Linked DNA regions of Mus musculus: region 2 is linked to region 1. Evidence: chromatin contacts called from public HiChIP or PLAC-seq data. All regions are on one chromosome and are shown on one strand. Each heading gives the region's core, a stretch centred on a gene start, on an enhancer-like site or on the middle of the called end of the contact. The rest is flanking DNA. Distances are from core to core; before and after follow the strand shown. Region 1 overlaps Dnah8 (dynein, axonemal, heavy chain 8). Region 2 overlaps Umodl1 (uromodulin-like 1).

Region 1 (2,700 bases), core at 13-2,512:
TATTTTGACTAGAACATTCCTTTTGGAGAGAGGCCAAATGGCAAGCAACACTTCTACCTTCAAAAGCAGAGGCAAAACCAAAGAAGGAAACAGGACACAAATCCTGCAACATAGGTCACAGATAAAAGATGGGAATCGTGTGTGTGTGTGTGTGTGTGTGTGTGTGTGTGTATACACACACACACACACACACACATATATATATGTATACTTAAAAGGGGACTCAAATTGCTATTGGAGAAGAGTGGACAAGTCTATGTCGATAACACTTAGGTATAGAAAAACTCAAAGTAAGAAAGACTATCTTCACGGGTTTCATTTCTGTTGCTATGATAAAACAAACACCCTGGCCAGAAGCCACTTAAGGGAGGAAAGGGCTTGCAATCCCAGAACGTAGTCCATCACTGGCTGGAACATGGTGGTACATGGCTGTAATCCCAACCCTCAGGAGATGGAGGTAAAAGGACCCCGTAATTTGTAAGCCTACAGAGCAAGTTCAGGCTCAGCCAGAAATGAATGAAGCCCTGCCTAAAAAAATCGTTTTCCCAATACTGGGGATTGAACCCAGAAATTTGTGCATGCTAGGAAGGTATTTATCAGATACCTATCCAGCCTCTCCAGCCGCACAGCAACATCTTTTATTACATAGTTAATAATTGCACAGAGTTCTGTCTGCTGCTTTTCTTCCTACCCAGGGGAAACCATCACATTCTATGCATCAGTCCCGCTGGTCAGACTCATTAGAGTCTGGGAGGACTTAGCATTGCTGATTCAGCCAACAAAGTCTCCTGGGCACCAAGGTACAGCAGTGAGATCGGATACAGGTTCTGGATGCAATGGAGTTTACATTTTAACTGGTGGCTGATCAATAAAAGCAAGTAAATAATAAAAGCAGAGTGTGTCTGTGGCAGATACAAGAAAAGTTACGTCACGGGGTTAGGGTTTGAGGTGAGGCTTGAAACAGATCAACATCTGTACTTAGGGTGAGTGACCCCTAAGCAAGGGCTGGAAGAGGTAAGAAAGAAACCACAGTGGTATTTCAGGGTCAGGGCATGTTCCAGGAAGTGCAATCGCGGAGTCCTGTGGTCTAAGTAATAGGAAGATATGGAGAGCTAGCTGGAGGGAGGGATGTGAGAGGGGAGGATGGAGGCAGGACTGGAGGTCTGGATTATATGTATGTAGGATACCTTTGACCTTGACTCGAGGTAATGCAAGGACCTCGGGAGGCTTCTGATCAGAGGAACTATGGAGTCTAACCCACATTTTAACAGCCTTAACTCAAGCGAAACCACTTCCTCCTGCCCTCCCCAAACTGTTTGTTCTCAAGATGATCCCCAGTGCATTTTTAAAAAATTATTGTTTCACCCCCTAATTGTGCATTTCAGCTCACTGAATGGAGCCTCTCAAAGCAGTGGCCCGGAGGCGACAGCGAAGAGCTACCGTGTGTTCCGTCCCAGGGTCTGTAAGGAGCACGAACCACTTGAGGCTTGGGATGGCCTCTCTCCAAGTGAAAAGTGCTGTGGGCCGGATTAGAGGACACAGAGGAGAGGAACCCAGTGTAATCACAAAGTCTCGTGTCACACGCAGGACATGCTTTGTCTGGGTCAGAAGACCAAATACGCTTGTCCATAAGAACAGACCAGAGTACTAGAACTGGGCAGTACCCACCCATGCTTGATGATAGAGTTATTAAAATTATAGCCATGGCTGAAGGGCTGGGAGAGAGACAGACATGCCCCTCCTCCTAGCTAGGTATGGACGGCAAAGGTGACACCTTGCAGTGGAGCGACTCAGCTGTGGCTAACTGAGTTGGCAGTTGGAAAGGGGTGATCCTTTTTAGCGGAGGGTTCTCCAAAGATAAACTTCATCTGGAAGGTGGCTACATGGAGAGCTAAGGATTGGTGGGTGTTTCTGTGCCTTTGTGGGATCGGGGACCTCACATGGTGCTGAGGGGTACATGACCATGAGGGACTCATGGCTATAAGGTTGTAGGCAAGCAAGCACGGGAAGAGATGATCCATTGTAAGAGACAGGACTCTGACCATATGTGCTCTGCCCTTGCAGACCTTGCTTATGCTATAGATCACACATTATAATAGATATCTAGATGTTCTTAATTATGTGTGCACATGGGTGGGTGTGTACACATGAGTGCACCTGCCCAAGGAGGCCAGAAGAGGGCGTCAGATCCCCTGCAGCTGGAGTTAAAGGTGGTTGTGAGCCACAGGCATGGGTGCTGCGAACTGAACCTGGGTCCTCTACAAGAGCAGCACGTGCTCTTAACCACTGAGTCATCTCTCTGCTCCCAAGGGTCGTAATTTTAATGGATACTTGGAGAAAGAGATGAGGAGCCAGAATATGACCATCAATGGAGAACATCAATTAATGTAAAAACATAACTGGTTTTATGACAGGACAGAGAAGTAATCAAGGCATAAATTACAGCCTTTGTGTTGTCATAAATGCCAGGCCCTGGGGATTTAGTGAGTGGAGGGCCGGCCGAGTTGTCACGGAGTTGTAATTGGGAGACAGGAAGGAACACTCTTTTTCACAGGAAAATAAAAAGAAAGGAAAGGAGAGAGATTAGGGGAGAAAATGAAATGCATAGTCTTTGCCAGGCTTGAGTTACAAATGACACCTTCAAATTAAAAAAAAAAAAAAAGGAAAGAAAGAAAGAGAGAGAGAGAGAGAGAGAGAGAG
Region 2 (2,735 bases), core at 80-2,579, 170 kb before region 1:
GTCAGCAGCAGCAGTTTGATCCACTCGCATACACTTCACGGATACACCAGCAGTCCAGTTTGGTAGAGTTGGGTTAACAAACACGAATTAGCAGTGGCAACAGCACTACCTAGCAAAACAGCCAGACCTCAGTCTCTGCCCAAGTCATCAGGAGGGACCAGAGCCAACAGGAATGCCAGGAAAAGTTCTGGCTGAGCGTCTCAGAGAAGTGAAGATCAGAGAAGACATGAGACCAGCAGACATTGTCCAGCTAGCTCTACAGGCCAGCCAAGCTCAGCCTCCATTATAGTCTGTTGGAATCTCTTGATGCTCCCTCCAAACATCACGGGGTCTCCACGGGTCCTCCCTATGTCTTGCCTCAGTACGTGAGTCTGTCTTAGCTGACATCACTCTGCCAATCAGCCTGAGTCCATGGAAGCAACAAGAAACCGCAGCACACCACCAGAAGTTTTTTTTTTTTTTTTTTTTTTTTTTTTTTTTTTTTTTTTTTTTTTTTTTTTTGCTGCATTTCTCTCTATGGAGTCCCGACAAATACAGCTCAATTTTGCAATGTAAGGTGAACCAATACATGTGTGCCGTTAGCAAAGAATCCTTCATCATGTGTCCTCTTACGTGCTTGCTTTAGCAGAACATCCTTTCCTCTGTGTCTGCTTCAGCGAAACATTCCTTCATGTGTTTGCCCCAGCAAAACAAAAAACAACAACAAAAAACCCAAAAAACAACAGCAACAACAACAACAAAAAAAAACACCATCCAACACGACAGAGTTTTCAAAGAACCCTTAAGTTTCCATTTCAGGCTCCAGCCCCAGCTCCTGCCCTGATACCCACATGCCTGCCCAAGGCTCCTGGAGGTGGAAGCTCCTGCTTGCAGCAGCCACGATTTCACTTTGCAGATTAAGTAAGAAGAGTCATTGTGGCCAGGGTTGGATTGGACGCCCCTGGTGCACCTGACAGAAAGATGAAAGAACCCTAGCAATCTTCCCCAACCACCTTTTCCTCCTAAATGGAGAGGGGAGGGGGAAAGAAAGGGACTGTTTTCTCAAAAATGTCTGAGTAAAGCAGATGTTGCTGTGAAGTGGATGTTGCTGCTGCACCTTCCCCACACACGCCATCCTGCACTTCCTGTAAGTCAGAGTGATGAAGAGAACTACAGGGGGCCGACTGACTTTCAAAGCCTAGCGTCACCTCTAAGGCCCTGTGCCTACAGAAAACCTTCAGATTCGTCTTTGCTTAAGGGCAGGAGACTCAAATCCAGCAAAGAAGAGAAGCCAGAGCCCTGTTTGCTTCAAAAACACAAGGGTTCATGTTACCCTGGATCCAGGCTTGGCTCAGCGCGCCATCTAGTGGCAATACTGGAGAGCTGCAGGTTGGATCAGGTAGTGGGTCAGAGCCACCTCCCATCAGAGCACACTTTCATCAGACCTTCATCTCTGTGGGGCCCTCCTCTATCAGACCTTTCCTCCATCACATCTTCCCCCATTAGACCTTCTACCTCCCACAGACCTCTTTTAACAGCCTCTCCACCTCCAACAGGTTTCCTTCTCCAACAGCCCTTCCTCCACCACACCCTCTAGCACAAACAGACCCTCCTCCATCAGACCCGGACCTCAATCCGATTTCTGTTGTGTCTCATTTCACACCCAGACAGATTCTGTGTCAGGAAGATCAGGGCCAAGGTAAGGCCTTCCAGGGGCCCAGGCAGAACCACAGCAGGAAAAGGATGACCACTCTGTGGAACATCTGGACTTCCCAGGTATATTCTGAAACCCACGAGGTCCCCCGTCCCCACCCTGTTCCTCAGGAGGTAGAGGTAGACTTTACAATGGATCAGTTGTTCCATTTGACAGTGGATGGGTTTGGTTCTAATTCTGGTTCCTTGACATACTTTATAAAACTTGCCTAACTGATAAGTTCAGATCCTGAGCTATAAAGTGAGAGTCACCCCCCAGAGGCCATGGTGAGCGCTCTGTGAGGAAATGTCTGCCATCCTCCTCCACCAACAGGAGACATGACTATCTATGGACTGGAGTCTCCAGAACCCTGAAGTTTGTCCTCACAGCTGGCACAGCCTGTCATTGAGACTGTGTGACTGAGGCGAAGTGTGAGAGAGCTGCCTGGTCTTGGGCTCAGTACCTGGGTTTTCTGAGATTTTATTTTTCTCAATAATAGTCAGTGGAAGATGCCAGGCTGATGTCAGAAGAGATAGATGACACAGAGGTGGGGTTGGGGGGTGGGGAGCCCCACCTCAGCATCTCCCTGGAGTGTCTGGCAAAGAATCAGTGCCCAGGGATGGCCTGCTACATGAACTGAACCACACGGGAGGAAGCAACATGGCAAACCACTTCAGTGCCAGGAAAAATTTATTGCTCAAAGGTGGCTAGCCACACAGACTCCCGGTTGTCATTCTTACCCGCAAGAATATGCAAAAAATCGAAAGACTCGTTTCCCCCAGATGATCTGTATAAGTGACAGTCACATTCAACATAAGCAAGCACATTAATTAAATGCTACAACCCTGTTATGCTTTTATATTCCCTAGGGAGAACACTATTGTCTCAGGTGATAACTATGTAACCAATGGCCATCTTTCAAATCAACAAAGTAGAGGACCTGTTAGCATGGTACGCACCTCCCCCACCTCTTCCCTGATTCCTTGTGATAGAGTGGGGGGAAAAAATCACACCTTCTCTCCATGGAATTACATGAAAAATGTCCATGGATGTGCTGGGAAAC

What was found. HiChIP or PLAC-seq counts read pairs in DNA pulled down with a chosen protein or histone mark.
Region 2: a contact with region 1 is called in an H3K27ac HiChIP or PLAC-seq map of T-cell acute lymphoblastic leukemia, with 10 times the contacts expected there. The contact joins two enhancer-like sites. A contact is called at or near these places in 2 of 115 datasets of contacts at active chromatin or transcription factors (T-cell acute lymphoblastic leukemia and embryonic stem cells) and 3 of 9 other capture datasets (adipose tissue, liver and pancreatic islet).

The regions. Positions count from the first base shown.
Region 1 is chr17:30,840,838-30,843,537 of GRCm38.p6, reverse strand. All of the region lies in intron 88 of Dnah8 (dynein, axonemal, heavy chain 8), which reads right to left. Among named protein-coding and RNA genes, the nearest start is that of Gm41561, 16 kb to the left of the region's middle. Within about 2 kb of position 1,262, at least 31 of the 459 cell types and tissues checked have an H3K27ac peak or open chromatin away from gene starts, as enhancers often do. A contact at or near this core is called in T-cell acute lymphoblastic leukemia, where this site is marked.
Region 2 is chr17:31,010,320-31,013,054 of GRCm38.p6, reverse strand. It overlaps Umodl1 (uromodulin-like 1), which reads right to left. Exons shown (of 22, transcript NM_177465.4): 22 at 2,345-2,735. Among named protein-coding and RNA genes, the nearest start is that of Abcg1, 46 kb to the left of the region's middle. Within about 2 kb of position 1,329, at least 34 of the 459 cell types and tissues checked have an H3K27ac peak or open chromatin away from gene starts, as enhancers often do. A contact at or near this core is called in T-cell acute lymphoblastic leukemia, where this site is marked.